Linked DNA regions of Mus musculus: all the other regions are linked to region 1. A link is a contact called in public Hi-C, promoter capture Hi-C and targeted proximity ligation data. All regions are on one chromosome and are shown on one strand. The core of a region is the stretch at or near the end of the contact, and the rest is flanking DNA. Distances in the headings are between cores, read along the strand shown. Region 1 holds the start of Insl6 (insulin-like 6). Region 2 holds the start of 4430402I18Rik (RIKEN cDNA 4430402I18 gene). Region 3 has its middle 3.5 kb from the start of Gm9895. Region 4 holds the start of Ranbp6 (RAN binding protein 6). Region 5 holds the start of Slc1a1 (solute carrier family 1 (neuronal/epithelial high affinity glutamate transporter, system Xag), member 1). Region 6 overlaps Ric1 (RAB6A GEF complex partner 1).

What was found. Promoter capture Hi-C pulls out the DNA fragments that hold promoters and counts their contacts. A called contact is a pair of places that touch in the nucleus more often than the background predicts.
Region 2: a contact with region 1 is called in a promoter capture Hi-C map of hematopoietic stem and progenitor cells, with 5 times the contacts expected there. A contact is called at or near these places in 21 of 39 promoter capture datasets (the 3T3-L1 cell line, 3T3-L1-derived adipocytes, the C10 cell line and 16 more), 3 of 484 Hi-C or Micro-C datasets (CD8 T cells, the G1E-ER4 cell line and pancreatic cancer cells), 13 of 130 datasets of targeted methods (the NIH/3T3 cell line, the SCID.adh cell line, bone marrow-derived macrophages and 10 more) and 3 of 9 other capture datasets (adipose tissue, liver and pancreatic islet).
Region 3: a contact with region 1 is called in a targeted proximity ligation map of the 230-238 cell line, with 6 times the contacts expected there. A contact is called at or near these places in 14 of 39 promoter capture datasets (the 3T3-L1 cell line, the C10 cell line, the HPC-7 cell line and 11 more), 19 of 484 Hi-C or Micro-C datasets (B cells, the BV-2 cell line, CD4 T cells and 14 more), 23 of 130 datasets of targeted methods (the 230-238 cell line, the NIH/3T3 cell line, bone marrow-derived macrophages and 16 more) and 5 of 9 other capture datasets (adipose tissue, embryonic stem cells, liver and 2 more).
Region 4: a Hi-C map of pre-B cells shows a contact between it and region 1, with 4 times the contacts expected there. A contact is called at or near these places in 3 of 39 promoter capture datasets (3T3-L1-derived adipocytes, neutrophils and pre-B cells), 2 of 484 Hi-C or Micro-C datasets (embryonic stem cells and pre-B cells), 2 of 130 datasets of targeted methods (extraembryonic endoderm stem cells and memory CD8 T cells) and 1 of 9 other capture datasets (liver).
Region 5: a contact with region 1 is called in a targeted proximity ligation map of pancreatic cancer cells. A contact is called at or near these places in 7 of 39 promoter capture datasets (the 3T3-L1 cell line, embryonic stem cells, hippocampal neurons and 1 more) and 3 of 130 datasets of targeted methods (embryonic stem cells and pancreatic cancer cells).
Region 6: a contact with region 1 is called in a targeted proximity ligation map of pancreatic cancer cells. A contact is called at or near these places in 4 of 39 promoter capture datasets (the C10 cell line, liver and macrophages), 1 of 484 Hi-C or Micro-C datasets (bone marrow-derived macrophages), 2 of 130 datasets of targeted methods (bone marrow-derived macrophages and pancreatic cancer cells) and 3 of 9 other capture datasets (adipose tissue, liver and pancreatic islet).

Annotation. Positions count from the first base shown.
Region 1 is chr19:29,323,486-29,327,542 of GRCm38.p6, forward strand. Insl6 (insulin-like 6) reads right to left here and starts at 1,833. Exons shown (of 2, transcript NM_013754.1): 1 at 1,560-1,833. The coding sequence starts at 1,830.
Region 2 is chr19:28,966,309-28,969,960 of GRCm38.p6, forward strand. 4430402I18Rik (RIKEN cDNA 4430402I18 gene) reads right to left here and starts at 1,524. Exons shown (of 14, transcript NM_001374140.1): 1 at 1,495-1,524; 2 at 1,286-1,361. The coding sequence starts at 1,324. It overlaps Plpp6 (phospholipid phosphatase 6), which reads left to right. Exons shown (of 1, transcript NM_028922.3): 1 at 1-493.
Region 3 is chr19:29,061,836-29,065,803 of GRCm38.p6, forward strand. No RefSeq gene overlaps it. Among named protein-coding and RNA genes, the nearest start is that of Gm9895, 3.5 kb to the right of the region's middle.
Region 4 is chr19:29,810,581-29,814,360 of GRCm38.p6, forward strand. It overlaps Ranbp6 (RAN binding protein 6), which reads right to left and starts at 2,394. Exons shown (of 1, transcript NM_177721.4): 1 at 1-2,394. The coding sequence starts at 2,370.
Region 5 is chr19:28,833,444-28,837,371 of GRCm38.p6, forward strand. It overlaps Slc1a1 (solute carrier family 1 (neuronal/epithelial high affinity glutamate transporter, system Xag), member 1), which reads left to right and starts at 1,692. Exons shown (of 12, transcript NM_009199.3): 1 at 1,692-1,889. The coding sequence starts at 1,799. The region is part of intron 2 of Gm52404 (a long non-coding RNA gene); the gene reads right to left.
Region 6 is chr19:29,602,617-29,606,449 of GRCm38.p6, forward strand. Ric1 (RAB6A GEF complex partner 1) reads left to right here. Exons shown (of 26, transcript NM_001081319.1): 25 at 1-164; 26 at 1,245-3,305. The coding sequence ends at 1,533. Among named protein-coding and RNA genes, the nearest start is that of Ermp1, 44 kb to the right of the region's middle.

The DNA of each region.
Region 1 (4,057 bases), core at 583-3,082:
GAAATAGAGGAGGTCAGAGTCTGCGTGGATTCTTGGCCTTTCTGAATCTATCACTGGGTCTTTCTTTCCAACCCCCACTTGCAGTGTGAGGTTTTGCCAGGCTCGCTCTGTCCCCTGAAGCTGGAGGGCGTGGCTTCCCGTCCTTTTCTGCTATTACAGTGAGTAAGACAGAGTTATAACTAAACAAAAAAAGCAAAGATTAAAGGGAGCAAAATGCAGTAAGAAAAGAGGAAATAGTCTAGGTAATACATGGTTATTAATTCTGTAACATTTGAAATCAAACAGAAATGAATTCCTATGAAAATCTTGACAGACACAGATATATGAAAGCTACGCACATCGATGACAAAGAGATCGAAAGCAAAACTAGTCACACATAGATGGTTTTAGGGGTGAATTCCACCTAGTTGCAAAGGAAAGTAGTTTACAAGCAGTTCCACTTCATTTTATGACTCTCATTAATTCCTTATTTCCAAGTCAAGTAAGAACATTGATTTTTTTTTAAAGTTCTGATAAGTTGCTTCACTTACAAACACTGCTTTGAAAAAAACTATAAAATTAGTTAAGGGAATCTACAAACACATTTTACAACATAGGAGAAAGGCTAATATCAGAATGGCAAGGGTAGGTCAAGACCACGAGATCTCTATGCAATTCAGCACGCTAGTTCACCTTCAGTGCTGCTGCAAACCACAGAGAAGCTTCATCTGTCCCCATACTACAATCTACCTATCTGCATCGATGAGCTATCCATGCCGAGACTCATCTCATCCGCCCTTGTCCTTCCCTGTGCCCTTTATTAAGTTTTCACTTCACATGAATTGCTCCGTTGGCTTTGCTCTCCCTCTCTCAGCCCTTCTGGACGAACCTTACTGCCCTACGCTGTTGCTTCTTTTCCCCTCCTGTTCAGCACATCCTGACCTCCTCGCTCTTCCCCGTATAATTCAGACAGCAGTGTCTTTCCCCTAAATAAACTTTTCCTCTAAATAAACGCCCCCAATCCCATCCCATCCTATCTATGTGACTAGTTCCTCATCACCTATATCTATCTTCTGACAATGCCCCCGACAGTGGTTAATTTCAAATGAGCAAGAATTTATTTGACTCGTGATTTGAAGATGCTCCAGGGTCCAAGGACTTTTCCTGTAGCATCATCCCATAGCGGAGGTGCCGGAAAAGGAGGATGAAGTGATCTTGCAACAGATTCACTCAGGACAATCCACTTCTGTGATAATGGCCTGACTCCGTTTCAAGAAAATTTAATTCCCTCACTTCACTTCCTAACGCTGCCCTGGAGATTAAGCTTATAACACACGGAATTTGGGGTATACATGAAACCTAAGGCCATCTTTTTAATAAGGCCTACTCTGAACAAATTATTTCTTCTAAGTCTAAAGTGAACTTCATATAAGTCTGTATGGTTTTTAAAACTGTATTCACACGTACACTAGGTACAAATTCTATTTCCTACAGAAATTCACTGGCAGAGCAAAGTCAAGGATAAGAAAAGAGGAGTTTGCACACTGATAAGCTACCAAGCCTTCCCTTCAGAGTTTTACCTGGGTTTGTGAATCTTCTCCAGGCGGAGGAAGAAGGGTGAGGGTTGAAGGCTTTGCCCTTGCGTGAGTAGTGGGGAAAGAACTGTGTCATAGGACTTTGCTCCTCCATCTCGAACCGGCTCCAGTCACTTTGGCCACAGAGTTTTATAACTTCTATCAGCAGGTGCCTGCCGCACAGCTTCCTGGGTCTGGATTCCTCTTCCTCTTCCCTGGAGAAAGGAGTCAGTAGGAGTCCAAGCCACAACAGACAAGAACAGCACAGCTGCTTCATCCCTGGGCTCCGCCACAGGGCCGGGCGCGCTGCAACGGCCGTCGCCCCGCCCCCGCCCCGCCCCGCCCCGCCCCGCCTTCGCCACCCACCACGCCCCCAGCCACGCCCCTCTCCGCACCGCCCTCGGGTTGCCCTCCCTCGCAGGCAATCTTCTCCAGAACACTTTGGTTAGGTGCGGGGTGTTCCAGGCTTACATGGACTTCCGGCTTGCAGAAAGTTGAAATTAACAGGCTCTTTTGGCCTCAGAAATGCAAGTTTTAAAATGTCTTCTTTTCCTAACTTTATTCATTCATTTTCCTTGTCGTCAAAGTTGAAATTAACAGGCTCTTTTGGCCTCAGAAATGCAAGTTTTAAAATGTCTTCTTTCTCTGACTTTATTCATTCATTTTCCTTGTCGTGCGCTCCAAGAAACTGCCTCATGAAATATGAGAACCTAGGACTCTGAGATGCAGCATCCCCCCCACACCTGGAATGTGATCTTCTTTTTGCCTAGTGTTTACAGGAGCCATTTCTTCCCTTCGGAGAAACTTATCTCCTTCATGGATTATATTTTTTAACTTTAAAAAATTGGTACTGGAACTAGAGAGATGTCTTGGCAGTTAGGAGAACTTGCTCTTGCCGAGGATCCGGGGTCGCTTCCCTGTACCAACAAAGCAGCACATGGTAGTCTGTAACTCCGGTTCAGTACCAGTCATACTCGTGGTGCATATACAGACATGCAAGCAAACACTCATACATATCAAATAAAATAAATAAACCCTTTTTAAAAATTACTCATTCCATCGCGGTGTCTTCTCACATCTATCGCACTGTACTTCACTCTCTCTTACTCGCCTCCCTTAACCACCCTCTCCCAGTTCCTGCCTTTAGTAATTCCCCTTTTTGCTTTTTTTTAATTACATGTCCTCTATTAATTGATTGCCTCCTACCTTCTTTAAGCACTCATCCCTCTCGGAATCCCTTTTGTAGTTTCATGACCTACAAACACAAACATTTAAGCATACACATATATAAACACACAAATACATAGTTTTAAGTCTAGATTCTACATGTACATAAAAGCATCATTTAGTATCCGGTTCCCGGTAAAAATTGCCTTAATTTATTTATATGAGCACATTCTTTTTTACAATAAATTATCATCACCATTATTATTATTATATTATTATTATTATTATGATGTTTATTTACTGCTGATGTGTGTGTATAAGTTGGATCCAGTTCTCTCCATGCACCATATGGGACCCCAAGATCGTTGTCACATTGTCAGGCTTGGCAGCAAGTGCCTTAACCCGCGAAAGCATCCCACTGCCTGGGAATGCATTCTTAACTGCTACACACTATTATTAGCAGGATAATGGCTGAATGGATTTATTTAACTGAAAAAAAATTATTTGCATGCCTAATTTTGAGTGAATAAGTTCTAATATTATAAAATTAATTTCAGATGTATTTACTAGAATCCCATACTATTAATTTTACTCCAGAACATTGTCATAAAATATTTGTCTTTCTGAATCAAATGTACTTTATTTAACATAATATACACTTGTATCCATTTTCCTACAAAGGTCATAATTTTGTGGGTTTTTTCTTCATAAATGTATTCAAATTTCATTGTGCATATGTACCACATTTCTTTTTTTTTAATTGGCTTTTATATTTAAATATATGTATGGGTATGTGTAGTGCCTATTGAAGCCATAAGAGGGTGTCAGATCAAATGGTTACCTGACATGGGTGCTGGGAACCAAACTCAGGTTCTCTGAAGGAGCAACAAGTGCTCTTAACCCTGGAGCTCGGCGCATTATCAGCACCCAACCAATGGTGAAGGACGTCTCCGCTGGCCCCACTTCCTAGCTACCGTGAACAGTGCAGCAATACAAATGTGTATGAGTGTCTCTGGGACGGGTTGACTTAGAGCCCCTGTAGTTCCCAAGCTCTGCAGCGCTCCTTCTCTTTAGATTCTTCAGGAGCGGCCATGCGGGCAGCATGTATCTGTATTCTCACCGGCAGGGAACACACATTCTTGTTTCCTCACAGCGTTGCCAGCATTTGCAGTCCCGTGCTTTGTTTATTGATAACAGCTATTCTAACTAGAGTGATGTGGACTCTCAACTCCTTTATTAATTGTATTTCGCTGGTGGGTAAGAATGTTCAAGTATTGTTTTTTTGTAGTCATTTGCATTTCTCCTTTTGAGAGTTCAGTTTATTAACCCATTAAATG
Region 2 (3,652 bases), core at 274-2,773, 360 kb before region 1:
AGTTCTCAGTAGGAGGAAGTAGGACCTTCGAGAGTGGGAGTCTGGTACACCCATTGGAACAAGTCCTTCGATAAATAAAACAGTTATCACATTCCCACAACAACCTAAACACAGACTACCTCTCCCCTCATCAGATCAGCTAAGCTGTGAGGTTCTAAGAGGTCTAGGTGTGTTTAAATTTCTGAAGATCATTTTTCATTATAACATTCAGGCCAGACACTTGAAAGTGACTGTTTGTTCTTATAGTGTCCCCAAGTCTGCTAATTAAGGGCCCACTTCTACTTTCTAGTCGCACTTCTGAAATTCCATATTTTGTTTGCTGGGGCCTGAGTTTGCTGGCTTTTAAAATATAGATCAGATCAATTTACCCGACTTCATGAATAATCCTAAATTCTCTGGAATAAAAAACTGATTTCTTTGTTAATTACTTGTACGATGAAGGATGCCTTTAAAAAAAAATCAAAATAAATTAAACTGGTAATGTTGAATGATATGAGGTGAAATCTTTAATTTCTGCTTTGATGTAAGAGAGATCACTTGGCTTCTTGGGGGCTCCTTCCTCATCCTGAACACTTGAAATTGATACAGCCCAACTGAGAACTGTCAGCAAGATGGAACCAAAACCAGGACCCTCTCGTTTTTCCTTTCATTTCTACGCGCTCAGTGAAACCATAGAGTTTACTGATTACACAGCATCTCACTGGATCTCCATGCTGTATCCTCTTAGCATCCACTTCTAACTATGGCCTAAGCCCCCGTTTAACTGTGAGGCCACACTCCATGCCAGCCTTGGAGGACAGGAGAGCAAAACCAGAGGAATGGCTGACTCCTAAATGGGAACAGCAAGGTCATGGTCACGTGCCCCTGCCCCTCATTTAAGGAGGAGTTGGTGGGTTATCACAAAGTGTTTATTGTTAGATTGATTACCCTGTTGAAATGAGCAATCCAAAGCGATCCCTAGACGTGAGGGGACAATATCAAACGTGGAGCTTTAAAAATGTTATATTCCTTGGTTACTTTAAAAAAATAAATTCTTTCACAAATGAAAATCCTGCTTTAACCTAAGTCAGGATTGTTTTAAAGAAGCCAAGGAACATGTCGGTTTGGGAAAGAAAAATGAAAGGCGGAACAGATTGAACTGAGTTTAAAGGCTAAGAGATACAAGGGAGATAAATATGTGGTATCTTAGGGACAGAAGCACAGATCTGCCCCCCCAAACAATGTGTGTGCAGTAAGCAAAGGAGAACTTGGGGTGACGCGGTAGGTAGGCTCGCAGGTGTCTTACCGCCCGGATTTGGAGCTCCACCACCACCTCCATAGGCATCCTTCCCTGTGCACCGCAAAGATCCTTTGTGCTGAGCCTTGAACCAATTATTTCTTAGTTTACATCAAGGCAAGCGCTTTCCAGAAGCTTCCCTGACCCCCACCCCCTCCCCTTTGTTCCCCCATCAGTGCTCCCAGCCCAGGTCCCTCCCACCGGGACGGGTGTCTCACAAGCTTTGGAGTGTGAGCTTTCAGAAGGCTGAAGCGTCCGGTTGCCATGGACACTCAAACACTCAACCTTCTCCTCTGGAACTCCTGCGAGGCTGAGACGCAGGCGCATTTATGCTCTGCTGGGAACCCTACGTCTTCTCACCCTCCCTGGTGGTAGCCTGGCCCAGTGACTGTCTAAGGGTCCGGGAACCTGTCCACGGATGTTGGAAGTTTTTTTTTCTGTCTCTCCCTGGACACACTGTGGCCCCAATTATTGTGTTCAAATGTTTAACAGTTTCCATCCCCAAAGTACAATGTGATCATAGCTCCATTGTGTAATCATTTTTAGTGGCAAAGGGGCCCCAGACACTGGGATTCCTGTGACCATTTCTAGTTATCATAGTTGTCTGTCCCTTAGGGGACTCCTTGCTTATTAAATGTCTTGTTTCCTTCTTTGCCCCAGAAAGCATGTTCGCTGTCAATACATTGAGTAGTGTGCTAACTACAAATAGGTCATTTCTAAAGAGACTTAAGTTGGGAACCTCGGGTCAAGAAATCAGCTGTCAGTTCCTCTTCCCTGCACTGTTTAGCTTTCCTGGTAGTTTGAAGTGAGCATTGGATTGCACCATCCCCCAGGGGCTAGTTATTGTATTTGCCAAAACAGCAGTTACACTGTAGATCGGGCAGAAAAAGATTTCTTCACTGGCAAGAGAAATGACATTTTCCCATTATATGTTACTTAAAAAACAACAACAAAACAGCAAACAAAAGGAGAATGCGAGTGTTTTTTTTAGCCAATCAAAAATTCCCTGGAAGGTCTATGTCTCAAAAAAATGAAATAAGTAAAAACATAAAGATTCTTTTAAAATGAGGGCGGTACCATGTGGTTCCGTTGGTAATGTTTGCCTAGTGTTATTCATCAGAACAGAATAAATCTGTCTTTCATCCATGTCTGTACTGCTAGCACTAGGAAGGCAGAAGTGACAGAGTCGGAAATTCAAAATGAGCCTGGAATATTGTGGAGGTTGAGAATAGGTGTGTCCTTGTTGGAGGAAATGTGTCTGTGGGAGTAGATAATGAGACCCTTCTCCTAATAGTGCTTCTCCCTGGGCCAAGCATATTCAAACCACCACAAATAATCTAACGAGTTTGAGCGTCCGCCTGGACGCCATGAGACCCTGACTCAAAATAGAATTTTAAAGATTATCTTGTGACTTATTATTGATACTTTACGTTGAGGATCTCTGTAGTTGAAACAGTTACAGGGAGCTGTCCCTCAAAAGATACTGCTGACGATATTCCCTTCAGTAGCTATAGTTTATTTCTCTGTAAGGGAAACCTTGGGGTAATGAGGGACTCAGCATTTCATCTATACCCAGTTCCTAGTGCTCTCTTAGTACACAAAGATATATATACAGATGGTTCTCGGCTCTCTGGAAACCCGGAGCACAGACTCCTCACTACAGTTAGCTGCTACAAGACCTGTGATGATCTTCACAGGCAGGTCACCGGTGACAATACTAGTGTGACAAAACGAATTGGTAGCCAAGCTTCTAGAGGCAAAATAGAAGGGAGGAATCAGTTCTGATTGAAGATCTGCACAGAGGTGGGCGTGTCACATATGGTCACTCCATTGCCACAGCACTTCTCCGAGGACAGTGTGACCTGTATTTTACAGCCTCTTCCCCAAGGCTACATAACTCATCCCAACAGTCATGTCTGAGTCCAAGGGCCCTGCCACCTCCCTGCCTCCACAACGCAGAGATTATTGGTCCCTGGAAACACTGTCACATCTGCATACCCTGTTTCAGTCTTTCTACCTCTTGATATGACTAGACTCTCCTGACTCGTGATTTACCACACTCACCTTGATAGGGTAGCAGAATCCTGAATTCTTCTGAATTCCCTTGGACTACCTAGCCATTCTTTTTGTCTTTGTTTTCTCTCCTTTACCTAGCCAAGTATTATTTTTGTAACCCTTTGTTTAACTCACTGTCTTTTATTAAGGTGACACTCAATATATATACCAATTAACATGTCCACAAGTTTACATATGCCACCCAGGTGTCTCTTTAGGGTTATTTTTCATCTTGGACTCCCAGATGCCACGGAGATGTGGCATTGCTATATCCATAATGTCTCAAGCCCGTCTTGCAGTTCATCTCATCAATGATGTTGC
Region 3 (3,968 bases), core at 881-3,380, 260 kb before region 1:
ACTGAACCTCTGAACCTGTAGGCCAGCCCCAATTAAATGTTGTCCTTATTTAAGAGTTGCCTTGGTCATGGTGTCTGTTCACAGCAGTAAAATCCTAACTAGGACAGTGATCTATTTATGACCTATGAAAACAGGTAAGAAACATCCCTGTATACCTGTGTATACCATATATACTGAAACTGAAGAAGAACTAATGATCTTGGAGAGAGAAACTGTTGAGGACCAGGCACTGGGGAGATGTCTCTGAGCCTGACTGGGGGTGGGAGAACAGCAGATATACAACCAGAGGACCTGAGTTCAGATCCCTAGCACCCACTGAAAGAGCAGGTATGGCCACTGGCACCTGCAACCCCAGCACTGAGGAAGGGGGAATGAGGCGTGGAGACTGGTTGATCCTGGGGCCTGCTGTCCAGCCAGCCTAGTGAAAACCAGAGTTCCAGGTTCAGGTTCCTTTATCTTAAGGGAATAAGGCAGAGAGCAAATGAGGAAGTCACCTGTCCCCTGACCTCTCCCGGCTGGCCTGGCCTTTGTGCACTTATAAGGGCATCCTTACACACACACACACACACACACACACACACACACACACATAAACACACACACACACAAGCACACCCATCTACACATCCTCACATACACAAAGACTGTTACAGACCCGAGCAAAATATCTTTGAAAGCCATGCACTGCCCATCCCTGTGTCTGACCCAGGATGTATTCTTAACAGACCACCAGTTTCCACCAACCCAGAAGTTAGGATGTTAGCAGATCACATCTGGGACCTATAACAAAGGTTCCCTGCTTTGCTGTAGCCTGCCTAACTGTTGTCTCCACCAGTGTATTTGGTAACTGTCTTGACTTATGACTTTGTTCCATAATTAATACATCTCATGTGGCCCTTTGCAGTGGGATCTATCTTTCTGGTCTGCTTGGATCTGTGTTCCTGGGCTGTGGTCACCCACATTTGGCTCCAGAATAAACTATCCCATTTGAGGCAAGAACTGTGTTTTGTATCAACAGCAGAAGAACAGAGTGAGAAGTTTCTCCATGCCCCTTAGGGACAAAGAGTGGACATCCAGAAAAAGTCTGTTTTTGACTCCAAATAGCACCCACAGACATATATCTGTGGAGAAAGTTACACAGATATAAAAGGAATTCCAGGGGCTGGATCAGATCAGCTGTGGGCATGGTGTGATGTCATATAAAGAACGGGCTAGTCTGGGGCTCAGCAGGAAAGCCATGTTCATTCCCAGCAAAGCAAAACCAATACAAAACAAAAGGACTTAGAAGGCCAGGGGTCCGGCTCGGTGCATGAAGACGCTTGCTGACAGCAGTGATGACCTGGGTTCAACCCCCAGGACCCACGGGATAGAAGGATGCTGAGAAGGGGACCTATAGGACCTATACCTGTTTCTTATATTCAAAACCAAGTCAATCCAGGACATGAATGGGAGCCCAGGGCTCACCTGCAGCCATAGTTAAAAGCAGGGCAACAACATTCATATCATACTCACACCCCCATCTTACACTAGTAATCAAACCTAAGCCTTCAGTTGCCTACAACTGCTCTGGCTGTGGCTCCTCGTGCTACCTGCAGAAGTAGGGGAGTCCCAGGCCCCATTGCCTTTACAGATTTTTCGGCTTTTCTCTATATTTACTTTTTCCTCATGGATTTCCTGTTCCTCAGAATCACCTAGATGAGTCGTCTTTACCCTTCCTAATGTTGTGACCCTTTAATATAGTTCTTCATGCTGTGGTGATCTACGACCATATATATATATTTTTTGTGCTACTTTATAGCTGTAATTTTGCTACTATTATGAATGGCAATGTAAATATCTGTGTTTTCTGACGATTTTAGGCAACCCCTGTGAAATATCCCCAAAGGGGTCGCAACCCACAGGTTGAGAACTGCTGAGTCAGCCATTCTGTTTAAAAATACAGGTTCTCAGGACCTATTCTAGTCCATTAACTACAATCTTTTTAGAGGAGAGTCTAAAAGTCTGAACTTCATCTCAGGATGATTCCGGCTTGTGCCTAGTTTTAAGAAGTACGGCACTAGACAGGGCAGTGATGATATTCCTTTCACTGAGGACACAGCGCCTGGCACTTCACCAACACACCTGACTGCTTTCAGAATGAATAGGCGGAATGAGCTGCCCCGCCCCCACTCTACCCACGTGGCCGTGCCTGGCCAATGAACATTCAGTTGCTAAGATTCCACCTACCGGCAGGTGGCGCTGAGTCGACGTAAATGCCGTCCCAGGAAATGTTTTGCTGGAAATTCAAGCCTCAAAGGCAGCTCAATTGGATTATATTTTTACGTATTTACTTTGTCTGTAACTCTCACTTGTATGAGTAATTTGGTTTCTGATGGCGTGCTTTGAATGAGAGAAGCCAGGGAACGCAACCTGACAAGGCCTGGGAGGTAATGAAAGGACTGGATGGACACTCCTAATGGTCCTAGTTTTCATTCTCTATGAGCAAGCACTGTGTGTTATGAAATTACTCAAAGACACAAATGAGTCTGCCATTTCAGTAAGAGTGTAGCTAGCCTGTAATTTCTGTTAGTCATCTACTGTTTCCTTTATGGGTGTTTAATTGGACTAACCTTTTAAAACCATTTCCCTCACAAAGCTGTCTGAAGGGCTGTCTTGGCAGTCTTTTGAGACGTGGGAAGTCAGCCCACAGTTAAAGGCTGGGGCTCCGTAGCCAACGCCTCTTCCCCTTCCCCCAAAGGGCATCGGCGTGCAAGTGACTGATAGGGCTGGCCTGAACCAACAGCCAACTATCAGGCAAGACCATGGCCCCGGCTGAACTGGTTTCTTCTGCCAGCAGACCTTCAGCCAGGGGCCCTGAAGGAGGAACCATCCTGAGGTGCTTGCTGTCTTCCCAAGGCTCCAAGCCCAAAGCAGAGAGAATTGGGACTCGAAGGAGGAAGCAAGGAGTCTACAGCACAGACTCCTTGCACAAGAGGGCGTAATTCAAGGGAATCACACAGTTTAGGTCACACCATAGCATAGAGTTCCTGGGAAAGAAGAGAGGAGAGCAGGGAGGGGAGGGGTGGAAAGGGGAGGAGAGGGAGAGGGAGAAGGGAGGGGAGGGGAGGGGAGGGGAGGGGAGGGGAGGGGAGGGGAGGGAAAGGAGAATCTATTAAATTAAATGCTTTAAGGGCTCGGTGGTGGTGGTGCATGCCTTTAATCCCAGCCCTTGGGAAGCAGAGGCAAGTGGATCTCTGTGAGTTCAAGGCCATCCTGGTCTACAGAGTGAATTCCAGGACAGCCAAGACAACACAAAGAAACCTTGTCCCAAAAATAAACAAACAAACAAATACTGTGATGACTAATACCTTGTATGATAATTTTTTTAAAACAAATACTATAAAATAACAAAAGAACGGATACAATTTCTCATTTTCTTCCTTGAATAACCTGGTATACAGTTAGATAGGAGCCAAGCAAAACAGGCAACCAGAAGCCAGTGTGACCCAAACTGACTCGTAGGGGGGTGTCCTGTTTGGAGGTGTCTGGTATGAGCATAGGAGCCCAAGTGGCATGAAGACTGCATACAGATGTGTTTGAGTTAATGGGGGGCAGAGCTTCCCATTCCTGAAGAGCTAACATGCAACTCTAGGGAAAACTCTAGGGAAAGCTGCATGGGGTTGAGCTCAGAAGCATCAAGTCCACTGTGTGTGTGTGGAATAAATCTAGAGGAATGCCCGAGTCCTTACATGGTCATGTCCACATAGCCCCAGTTTTCTGCACTGGAAGGGAGGGAGATCAGCTGTGTTCTGGTTTCTAAACAGAATCCTTAAAAGGACCAAGACCCCTTAGGTTAAACGAGTGGCTGACTGTAAGACTAAGAAAAGTAGCTGGGTTCTTCAGGGCGCTCAGGCAGGATTGCAAGTACAAGGTCTTCCAGGACTGTAGTAGGAGACCTTGTCTCAAAGTGAAAAGTAAAACAGGGGCTG
Region 4 (3,780 bases), core at 1,144-3,643, 490 kb after region 1:
ATCTCCCATGACCTCAATGGACTTGGCAAAAGAATTCATTATTTCTGAGAGTACATCTGTATCAGGTTCAGTTCCAATTGCCTTGATTAAGGGATCACATATAAACTGCCACATCTGTGAAAGATACTCTGAGCCACGAATTCTTGCACATTCCAAGAGAAAGGGCATGGCTTCCGCAGCTGCCACTCGAACATTGTCATGAAAATAAAATTTCAGCAGAGGAACCATCATCTTCACAACTTGTTCCGTGTATTCCACAAATCCTTCTCTTAACTCCTTCGCATAGTAAACCAACATCTGGCAAGCAGTTGCTTTTGCTTCAAGTCCTGAAGTTTTGATGCCAAAGCTTTGCTGGTCTCCGAGGTTTACAAACTGCCAGCCATCGTCGTCACTCATGTTCTCCACATCCTGTGTGTCTAAGAGAGCGACATCAGGCTTAGCTGAAGCAGTCTTGATAAGTGGCTCAATAACCAGTGGGAGATATTGCTCAAAGTCTTTGCCAAGGATTTTACACATTCTAGCCCAGGCTGAAACCATGTAAGAAGTCTGAGGGTCATCATCTTCCATGTTATTTAAGTCTGATTGTGTTTTCAACAGTAACTGCATCACATTTGATGCATCTTGCATAAATTTTTCCTTCCCAACGGCAAGTCCAACATGGCTAATGCATTCAATAGTTTTTCCTCGAAGAAGCTTGAGTTCCTTTTGAACAGCGAGCTCAACAACGTGTTTGAGTGAGGGCATAAATATATCATAATATGGAATAAAGCTTTCTTCTATTGCATCTGCAACGGAAGCAATGGTTGTCACAAGTTGTTCTAAGGCCAACTTAGTTCCATTCCGAATCAGCTCTTGAAGTTTAATTACCAAGATGGAATGGAGACTTTTTACCATATTTTCCAAATATAGAATTAGCAATGACTTGGGGCAGTCTTCAATAAAAATAACAAGAGCAGAAGCTGCGTGAGATTGCACACGTTGATTACCTTGGTTTTCCATGGTTCGCAACAAAGCTGTAATCACTATCTCATGGAATTTCTTTTGGAAACTAGGTGCAAAATCTGTAGCCATCTGTCCAAGTGTAGTACAGGCAGCAGCCCTTACCCTTGGATGAGGATCCTGAAGAAAAAGTAAAACCGAGTTAACTGTTTCATCTAGAATTGGTTCCATTTGCTGATGGCAACCTTCTCCAATGGCTGATAAGGCCATTAATCCGGCGTGTCGACATTTCCAGTCAGGGCTCTGAAGCATCTGCATGATATGCTCCTTGGTCATTGGCAAAACAACTTTCCCACCAAGTCCACAAGCCAGTCTGTCTAGGGCACTCTCAGCAGCAACCGCATTGCTGTCAAAGTCATCTTCTTCCATTTCATCAGCATTTACCCAGTCATCATCATCTTGAAGATCAACCATCATTGCTAATATATGAGGCACAGCCTGTGCAATAATATTCGTATGCTTTTTCAACATTGGAGTTGCAGTTTCAGATAAGGTGACTATTACTTCCAGAGCCAGCTGGCGTTGCAGGTTACTAAGCCTAGAGTCTCCACACAACTTCAGGCTCAACTGCAGAGTATCTTCTAGATAGGGACCCAAGTACTTAGGTACAGTATCTGCAATCTCAACAAGGGATTCTAGCACAGAATCATCATCCTGGTAGCAGGAATCATTCACAGCCTGTAAGATCCCAGGAAGCAAATCCGCAAAGTCTTTGAAAAGAGCAATATTGTTTTCATTAGCAAGGACGAACGTAGCTGCAGCTCTAGCAGATAATGTCCTGATTGCTGGATGCTCCTGATCTTGAATACACTGGTCCAACAACCTCTTGATGATATCCAAATCGTGACGATCCTGGTTCCCAAAAATCCCAGGAAAGTGCCAGAAAACGTGAAGTGCAACTTCCCACAGAACCACATTTTTAGAGTGAATCGAATCAATGAGGAATTTCAGACCTTCTGGCCAATGGTTAGTGCCACTCTCATCTATCAAATTCCTGGCCAGCACCGCAAAAATATCACAAAGCTTTTTCCTCATGCTAGCATGTGTTTCTAACTTAACGGCCAGTATCAGTTCAATCTTGACATCCCTCTGCACTTCAGGAGGTAGATTTGGATAGACCTCCTCAAACCCTGAGGACAAAAGCCGTCGTAGCAGTGCGGCAGCCATTTGTCTCACCTCATAACCTGCTCTTCTATTTCGGACGGCGTCTAAGAGAAATGTAGTCTTACACAGACCTGGGATATTCTCATAGACCTCCTCGGCTTGCCTCCGCACCATGCAGCTTGGATTGATCAGGTTCTTCAGAAGCTGGTAAAACTCCTGCTTTTCCGACACGGTCGCCGGCAACCCTGCAGACCCGGCCGCCGCCATCGCGTCCTGTCAAAGCTACCGCGACCGGGAAGGAGGGAGGGAGTCTGCGGCTGGGAGCGGTGACGTCAGTGAGGCGACGCCGGGGATGGGCGGGGCGCTGCTCCCACTCTCCGCTGCGGCGGGGTGAAGCTGGCAGGCGGGGGTCTGGGTTTTACAGGGTGGACGGAGCTGAGTGCGTTTTAGGGGTATCGTCCTGTTCTCCGACCGATGTGCTCCTGTAGAGGCTGGAAGGAGATGGGGAGAAATTCGCTCCGCAAGTCTACATACTGTATGATGCCGTTATTGTTTGTAAAAGACCTCGAATAAGCACCTCTAGACGAACTTTAATTAGCACCTGCTATGGAGTGAGGGAGGAGGGAAGAATGGAGTATAACTGCTGTCCGGGGATTTCTTTTTGAGGGTTGGTAAAAATGTTCTGCAGTTGATAGTGATGATGGTTCCCCCAATGTCATGCCGTTCTACTAAGAACTACCGAATTATACAATTTAAATTGTTAACTGGGTATAGTGAGTAAAACCATAATAAAACTACTTGCAAAATAAACTCAATCAAAGGTTAATGATTTCCTCCCCGTTGCCACACCCAAAGAAGTAGAACCCGAGATGTTCAAACTCGGGCGTACATCCCAATCTCTTGTCCTGTGGATTCTAACAGAGTGGGAAAGACAAATGAGTAAGGTGGGAGGTGATCTGGAGTAATGATAATGAAGCTTCTTGAATCCTGGTCTTCTATATACATTACTTTTGTATTTTTGTTACTCAAGATTTTCCTTATGTGTTTCTAAACTGTAATATGACAGTTCAGTTATTAGAATCCTAATTACCCATGAATAGGAAGCTGCAAAGATTACCCTAAGAACAAATTCCCCAAGGCTATGTATTTTTAATGTAGGCAGATGAGTTATTTAAAACCATAATTATAAGGTGTAACAGTCTGAGATCAGATCTTCCTCTCTGCCAGCCATTGTCACACTCATTTCAGCCCTAGGTAATTCTGTAAGGCTGATAAAGGCAGACAAAGCACTACTTTAAACCAAGAAATGAAGAGCCAGAGAGGCTGAGGCTCACAGCAGATGAGTCTAAATTCTACCTAGTCTTAAGGCAGTGGCACCTTTTGTCACCACAGAACATCCCCTATAGCCGCTGTTGCTTTTGCAACGTCATCAGAGACCTTCATTTATTGTGTTCTGTCTTAAACTTTGCCAAGAAATCTGAATTTCAGTCTTGTGAAATTCTGCTGCATATACACACAAAATGGAGAAAGTCTAGTTTCACATTAACAAGTTGACTGACCAAATAGGTGGTCTCATAAATTAATTTGTAATATGAAACTAGTCTCTGAACAGTGTTTCTCATTTGGTGAACCATTTCAAGGCCATTTAGGGTGTTTATTTTAAAATACAGATGTTAG
Region 5 (3,928 bases), core at 442-2,941, 490 kb before region 1:
AAACTTTGAGTCAAGCAAACCAGTGACTGGAGCAACTTCTCATTAGAGCTCTGGGTGCCTCCCCCCGCCCTCAACATTCCCATATAGGAGGAATTAGTTCAATGACCAGACACGGAGGTGGGCTTCTCACTTCAATCCCTCCTCCTCCTCTGTCCTGTAGAGTGAATCTTTTTCTTTCTTTCTTTCTTTTTTTTAGAAAGCTTTCTTTCTTTCTTTCTTTCTTTCTTTCTTTCTTTCTTTCTTTCTTTCTTTCTTTCTTTCTTTCTTTCTTTCTTATGAGTACTCTGCTGCTGTCTTCAGACACACCAGAAGAGGGCATTGGATCTCATTACAGATGGTTGTGAGTCACCATGTGGTTGCTGGGAATTGAACTCAGGACCTCTGGAAGAGCAGTCAGTGCTCTTACCCGCTGAGCCATCTCTCCAGTCTTTTCCTTGATAGTTTGCCCTCTTCGGGAATTTTTATTCCCAGCTCTTCCCCCAAGAAACCAGTAATCTCGAGGGAGTTTCCTCTCTCCTGATTTTTTTCTTTTTTTCTTTTGAGAATTTAACACCTGGAAAGGAGGTGAGATCATTCATAGTATAGTGTGCATGGTTAATAATGCTTAATCCATTGTCTTTTGAAGGGTTTTTAAAAATCACTCTGAACCAAAAGAATGAGGCTTTAATTGGGGGATTCTAGTGGTCGAGTAATCTGGTCAAGGAGAGTCCCCTGACAGCCAACTAAAGAGTAAACCCCAGAATGCAAAAAGGGCACAGGGCTCACTTAGTTAGTGATATGCTAAGGAGATAAGAGTCTGTTTAAAACCTGGCGTGGTGGCACACGCCTTTAATCCCAGCACTCAGGAGGCAGAGGAAGGCGGATTTCTGAGTTCGAGGCCAGGCTGGTCTACAAAGTGAGCTCCAGGATAGCCAGGGCTATACAGAGAAATCCTGTCTCAAAAAACCAAAAAAAAAAAAAAAAAAAAAAAAAAAAAAGGAGTCTGCTTAAGTAAGAGTAAAACCAGAATAAGAAATTCAGGTAGCAAAGTGTGTGACCACACTAACCCAGATTCTCCCAACTACACCCTGTAAGGTATTTGGCCTTGGGGATAGAATAGGCCCGCCCACCTTCCCACACCAGCAGGCCTTAATTACCCAGTAATGGCCACAAGGCGAGTCCCTAGGGGTGCATTTGTTAAGTTGTGCAAGAGATGACCACGCCCACGCGCAAGGTGTACAACCAAGCCTTGGTCCGGGCAGATCCTGTCTGACCCTCGAGTCAGAGAATAATCCCGCAGGGAATATCAGAGAATTAAATAGTCCCGCAGGTAATATCAGAGATCACGTGGGGAAAAAAAACCCCAAAGCTGCTGACAGTGCGTCACCCCAAAGCTGCTCTGACAGTGTGTCCCTTCTTGTGGCTCTGAAGCCTGAGGCCCAAGGCAGAAACGCGTCCCATATCAAATCCCTTCGCACTGGGCTAGGGCTGTGCGTCCCCAAGGAGACTGGTGAGGATCGTAGTGGGTCAGAAGCTCCTCGGTGGGACACCTCCACCGGGAGCCCAAGGGGACTTGATCGCCCCACGCGCACCATCCCGCCGGGACGCTCCGCCCTCCGTCTCGCTGGTTGGCCCGGTCGCTGCAGCGAGCGGCGGCGGGAGGAGCCAGGCGCGCCCGCCACGCAAAACCACCGTGCTCGGTCCCCAGCGGCAGTGGCAGCGCTGACAGCGGCCGGTGCGCGTTGTCTCCACTGTGCCCTGCATCCCGCATCTCGCATCGGCCAGGCTACCCGACTCATCGCAAACGTCAGTGCTCACCATGGGGAAGCCCACGAGCTCGGGATGTGACTGGCGCCGCTTCCTACGGAATCACTGGCTGCTGCTCTCCACCGTGGCCGCCGTGGTACTAGGTGAGTCGCGCGCGGGGGCACCAGGCGCGTGCCCGAGGCCAGGCCGCGTGCGGGACCGGGTGGGCTCGGCGTGGCACGCGCTGCCCGCATTCCCCGGTACTGGGCCCCCAAGCTCCAGATCAACCAGAGCGCTTTGGTGTCACCCGGGGGAAACAATGTTCTTAACCCCCTCCCTCCCCCATACTGGTGCTCCACGGGCTGCTGTCTCTGCTTTCTCCAAAATGATCAGAGGGCGCGTGAAAGGTGGGCAGGGGTCCTTTGAAAACAAGCGGGGTTAAATGGGGTTTAATTTGATCTTCATCCTTAACTGTTCCCACCACTTGCACACACCACCATCACCACCACCACCATCACCTTCGTGCCCAACCGCGACTGTATGAATTACTGTTCTCTGTCAGATTTAAAGAGACATCTGAGCCCGCGGAATGGTGGAGACCTTGGGAATGTTGGAGCAGAGGGTAGATACCTTCTTAGAGGGTACCTCTCCAGTCAGATTCATGCCTCATTTCTGAGCCAGCAGTTGTGGTTCACTGAGGCCACAGGGAACCAGCGCTGAGAGAACCCAACCCCCTTCTTCCTCCTGGGCAAGCTGCTCACCACGTTTTTCTATCGAAAATAATATAAGCTGCTTTTATTTGTTTTCACACTTGGGTGTATTTAAGTGGCCCATGCCTGACATACCGCTGAGCCAGGACTAGGTGGATGTCCGGGCCATTGCTCAGAGATTTGAGTTACTTGTGTTTAGAATCTCATTTTCTGGCCAGGTTGTCTGTATAACCTAAACTTGGCAATGTGCTGTAGGGTGGGAACCCTGTGGGTCTTCACACCCCAGGTGGGGCCATCCAGCAGGTAAGGACAGGTGCACCTTGAGAGAAAGTGGATTCCTAGCCAGGCTCCACCCTCTATCTGGAAGTTACAGCTGCCTCTGCTGGAAAGGGGACGATGGGGCAGCCCCTTCTCCCTGGGCACTGCACCTTGCTCCTGAGTCTGGGAATGCTTGGTGTTGCCTGCTCCTGTCCAAGGTCTTCCCCGCCAAAAATAAAATGCCTTTGGAAGTTAATGGAATCCTTGGGGTCACATGGGTTCCTCCAGAACCTTATGCAAAGGGAAGTCAGGCTTCCAGTAAATAAATAACATCCTGAATCGCATTAACAGAGGATGTTGGTGGGAGGAGAGGAGTGCAAAAGAACCCACTAGTGTCCACTTTCCCAGTGCCAAGTGGTTTAGGGCGTTTTGGGGAAAGGTTTATCACTACATTTAAAGAACAGCTCCTACCAAGGGACTGAATGGATCAGAAGACATAGCCTTGCTTGTTTTCCCAATGATGAAGACAGAATTTATTTTTAAATCTGTTTTGAAAGCCTTGGAGGTGAGCAAAGCTTGTGGCTCCTTCCCAGTTCTGTGTGTCTGAAGCCCTGGGCACTGCAGAGATCCCACTAGGTCACCAAGTGCTTGCCACCAGCAGTTGGCATGAGTGTGGGTGCCCCACAGTTCACATACCAGTTCACTAGAGCCTGCTCCAGAAAGGAAGCCTACCGGTTAGTTGCTCATTGGCCTTTGGACCAGTTGAATAAGCAAAGTCCTCAGGCCAAGAAAGGGTTTGTTTCCTCTTATTTTGCAGGCATGACCTGTGGTCTCGAGTGGACCTGGTTTTAGTGTAGGTGAACCACAGGAACTTGATTCTGGAATTTAGTTTTGAGCCCATAAATTCGCCATGTAAAATTGCAAGTGCCCTGCTGAGGTCTTACAGGCAGTCAGTCCCTTGCTCTTCTCCACTCTGGTATGAGAAACCTCCTGCTTAGAATACCATCGGGGTGCTCGAGCAGACACTTGCTGGGGTCCTCCTCCCTGCTACTCCGAGAACCTTTGCTCTGAATGAAAACTCGAACCTCCCATTGCTCAGACGACACTGGCCGGCCTGGTTAACAAGCAATGGGATCCAAACCCCTGGTCCTAGGTATCTGTTAGCCCTTACTGCGTTACGATGGTCAGCTGTTCTGCAGCTGCCAGAACTGAGCAAGCAAAATTACCAGAGCTCT
Region 6 (3,833 bases), core at 240-2,739, 280 kb after region 1:
GCGGGATGTCTGGACTGGTGTGTTGTCATCGGCCTGATTCTCAGAGAATCCTCAGTGGTCAGTCAGCTTCTTGGGATTGCTCAGTCTTCCGAGATGGATGGAGAGATGTTACAGAACATAAAATCAGGGCTGCAAGCAGTGGACCGCTGGGCCTCTACAGACTGGTGAGTGAATGCTGCTTTCCATAATAAGCATGGTATCCTTTGGCGAATGATGGCTTTGTCACATTAGGACCATTATAACTGCCAGGTAGGTAGCACATCCCTTAAGTCCCAGCACTTGGAAGGCAGAAGCAGGCAGACCTCTGTGGGTTTGCGGTAAGCCTAATCTAAATAGCAGGCTTCCCGTCATCCAGAACTGCATATGATACCTGTCCCAAAAAAGCAAGAACTTAAAGTTCACTCATTTGGACAGTTTTAAGTTTATGGAACTTAAAAAATACTTTCATACTTATGTTTTAAAGTAGTTTTCCTTTAACCAATTTGTACTCAGGCTCTTGAATGGGTACTGTCCATTGAATAGCTTATAATGTTGGTTAGTTTATAACGTGAACATATAATGCTGGCTTAAAATTTATGCCATACAAGTGGTCATGAGGCTAGAACTTAGATTGGTAGTTCTGTGGCTAAGTATTCAGAAAGACAGGTTATGTAGTCTATGTAAATGTCAAGGCTCCATGACAGCTACTAGCATCTCCCAGTTAGAAGCAGCAGGTGGGAGTGAGGTCCTGTCCTTGTCAGCAGTCAAGTATAGATTTGAAGCTCTTTTCTTCCCTTAGATCTGGTTTTCTGTAATTGCAAAATGAGTTTAAGTTAGATACTTTGCAATGATCCCTTAGAGTCTAAAGTCTTTCGTTCCTTGTTTCTTATTGTGCACTTAACCAAGTTGTGCTTGTGGGTACTTTGCATTGGTACTTGTGCACATGTGCAAAAGATAAAGGTCGGCTTCTGGTGTCATTTCCCAGGAGCTATTGACTTTGTTGTTTAAGACGGATCTCTCCCTGGGACCTGGGGCTCACTGATTGGGCTAGGCTGGCTGGCTGTCCAGCATGCCTCCAGAAATCCTATCTGTGTCTTGTCAGCACCAGCACACCAGCTTTGTCGGTGGGTCCTAGGGATCGAACTCAAGACCGCGTGCCTGCACAACAGGCACTTTATCAACTAACAGCCATCTCCTTAGCTAGCCCCTCTATCAAGTCTTTTGAATTATAGCAGATGACAGCTAATTTTTCCCCCTTTACTCAGCCCTGGATATAAGCCATTTTTAAACATCATTAAGCCACAACTGCAGAAGCTCAGTGAGATAACAGAAGAACTGGTCCAGCCTGACACCTTCCAGCCAGTAACAGTGGGTAAGACTCCTGAACAGACCAGTCCCCGGGCAGAGGAGAACAGAGGCTCTTGCAGCCATGGGAGCATCTCTCAGAGTGAGCCTGGGAGTAACAACGTGGTCAGCCGGAAAGAAGAGGACACAACACAGGCGGATGAGGAGGAGCCACTTCAGGATGGGGCTTATGACTGTTCTGTGTCCTGACAGCAGTGAGCACGGCACAGCGGGCAGTATTAGTCACAGCAGCTTGCAACTGAGTCATTGTGGCCTGCCGAATGACTTAACAGGTAAAAGAACTTGGGTCAGAACTCTTTCGTAAAGTATTATAATTTAATGAACTCTTCCTCTAAATCTCTTTGACTCCTTAAAAAAAAGTGTGGTATCAAAGCATCTTTCATAAGAAAAATTTAAGCTGCAATAGAAAGTAGTGAACAGTATATAGATGCACACATGGAATATTTTGATTTTATTTACAACAGATTGGTAGTTGTAGGGATTATTCTTAACAGGAGGGATTATTTTGCCCCAAGCGAGCTTACTTTTTCACTACTTACAGCTTATATATTTTCTGGTTTAGTGTGTGTCTAGACTGGTTTTGTTTTTGTGGGGTGGGTTGTTTGTTTTTAACTTTCTTTTAAATATGTGTTAAGGTGCTGTAGCTCATCAGGTAACTGAGCTACTTGTTTGCTTCCTTGTATAGAGTCAGCGGGACTCTGATTGGTCCTTTGAATCCTACTCTTGCACAGTGTGGGTCAGTGGACAGAGACCCTTTGGCTTTGGTACTCTGTTGACTAGCAGTCCTGAATGACGGAAGCTATTTACCTGTGAGTTAATGTGCCTGTTTTAGCAAGCTTAATTTCCTACTAGATCAATGTGGGCAGAGGGTGAGGGGGTTCTTATCAATTATGCTGACACCACTAAATTTTGTATCAAAGAACTGTATCTTTTTGTGAATATTCATGTAAATATACTCAAAGGCACTGTCCATATTTTTAATGCGTGTATTATAATGTGTAAGGTTTTACGCTGGATTCTGCATGACTATACTCACTCTTGGAATAAAGACAAGACTTTTTCTTCTTTCCAAAATGAGCAGTTGTCATAGAGGAAGACAGGTTTGTTGGCCCAGCTGTAAAGTAGTGGTCATCCCACTGATCATGAGGCGGAACAGGTTTTGTGCAAATTAATGTAGTTTCTTATTTATTGCTTTTGTAAATTGAATAAAAACGGGCTTTTATGTAAATAGACTGTGGGATCCTGTATTATCAGCTACTAAAAATTAGTTTGTAAATTCTTTATTATAAAGTTTAAAAATATTTTATGTATTTCTAGATGTGACTTAAATTTTAGTTTTTCATACATTATGAAAGCAGAACTACATATTCAGTTGCTTCAGACTAAACACATACCTATCACATGTAATTCTAATTATTAATAACAGTATTACTTTAGATAGCTTATTTGTACTGTGCAATTTGAACAAGGAATGCAATGTTATTTTTTATAAAATCTTGTTTATTTTTATAACAACAATGTATTTGATGTGGACCAAATTCGTACCACCATGTAAAACAGCCTCTCTTCTAATGCAGATATAGCTTAGAAGTGGAGTTCAGCCCTCTATCCCTGCCTTTTAAACTAGAGAGATAGACGAGGTCCTCTTAGGCAGTATCTTTTAGAGGAAACCTCAGCATTATTTTGAAATTATTTCAAATTTCACCAACTAGTTAAAATTATTGAATTTAGTAATTACTGTTATTTACTTTCTACATTAGAAGTGCAATAATTTTACATAATAAAATTACTGGATGGGTGAAATATGTTATTGGTACCTGGTCCTTCTGGTGCTATTTTTATTTAAGTTGTATCAAACCACCACCTTGTTCTGAATTTTAAAATAGAGAATAAGGTTTCCTATATACGTAGATGCAGTGTTGCAAAATAAATGAATAAATAAATAAAGCAAGCTGAAATTTCTTCTGTCCCATTCCATTAGGGAAAAAAAAGCCAGCAATTCTTTTGTATGTAGTCAGTTTCTAATGTAAGTATTTAGTTATTAAAACAGTGTAGCATAGTAAGCAGCAGTGGTCTTTCCGATGTCTCACCTGAGTGCCACTGAGCTCATCTGACTCTGTGGTAGGTGCAGTATTAAGGATGAGCAGGGGGCCGCTCAGCTAAGCAGGTGTCCCACGAGTAAGTTAGAGCCCACAACCCCCACCCCACCCCACCCCACCCCACCCCTGTCCTTTTTTTTTTTTTTTTTTTTTTTTTTTTTGAGGCATAGCCTTGCCTAAGCTGAACAGCTATTTGTAACCCTTCCTCAGCTGTCCCAGTAGGTGGAGTTTACAGCATGTGCCATGTGCGGCCATACCCAGTCATCTGACTACACCTCACAATCTAAAGCCGGGTCTGAGGTAGCTGATGTTACTCCTGTGGTTTGAGCTGGGAACGACTCACGGATAAAAATATATAGTGTGTAACTAGTAGAACTAGGAAACACCAAG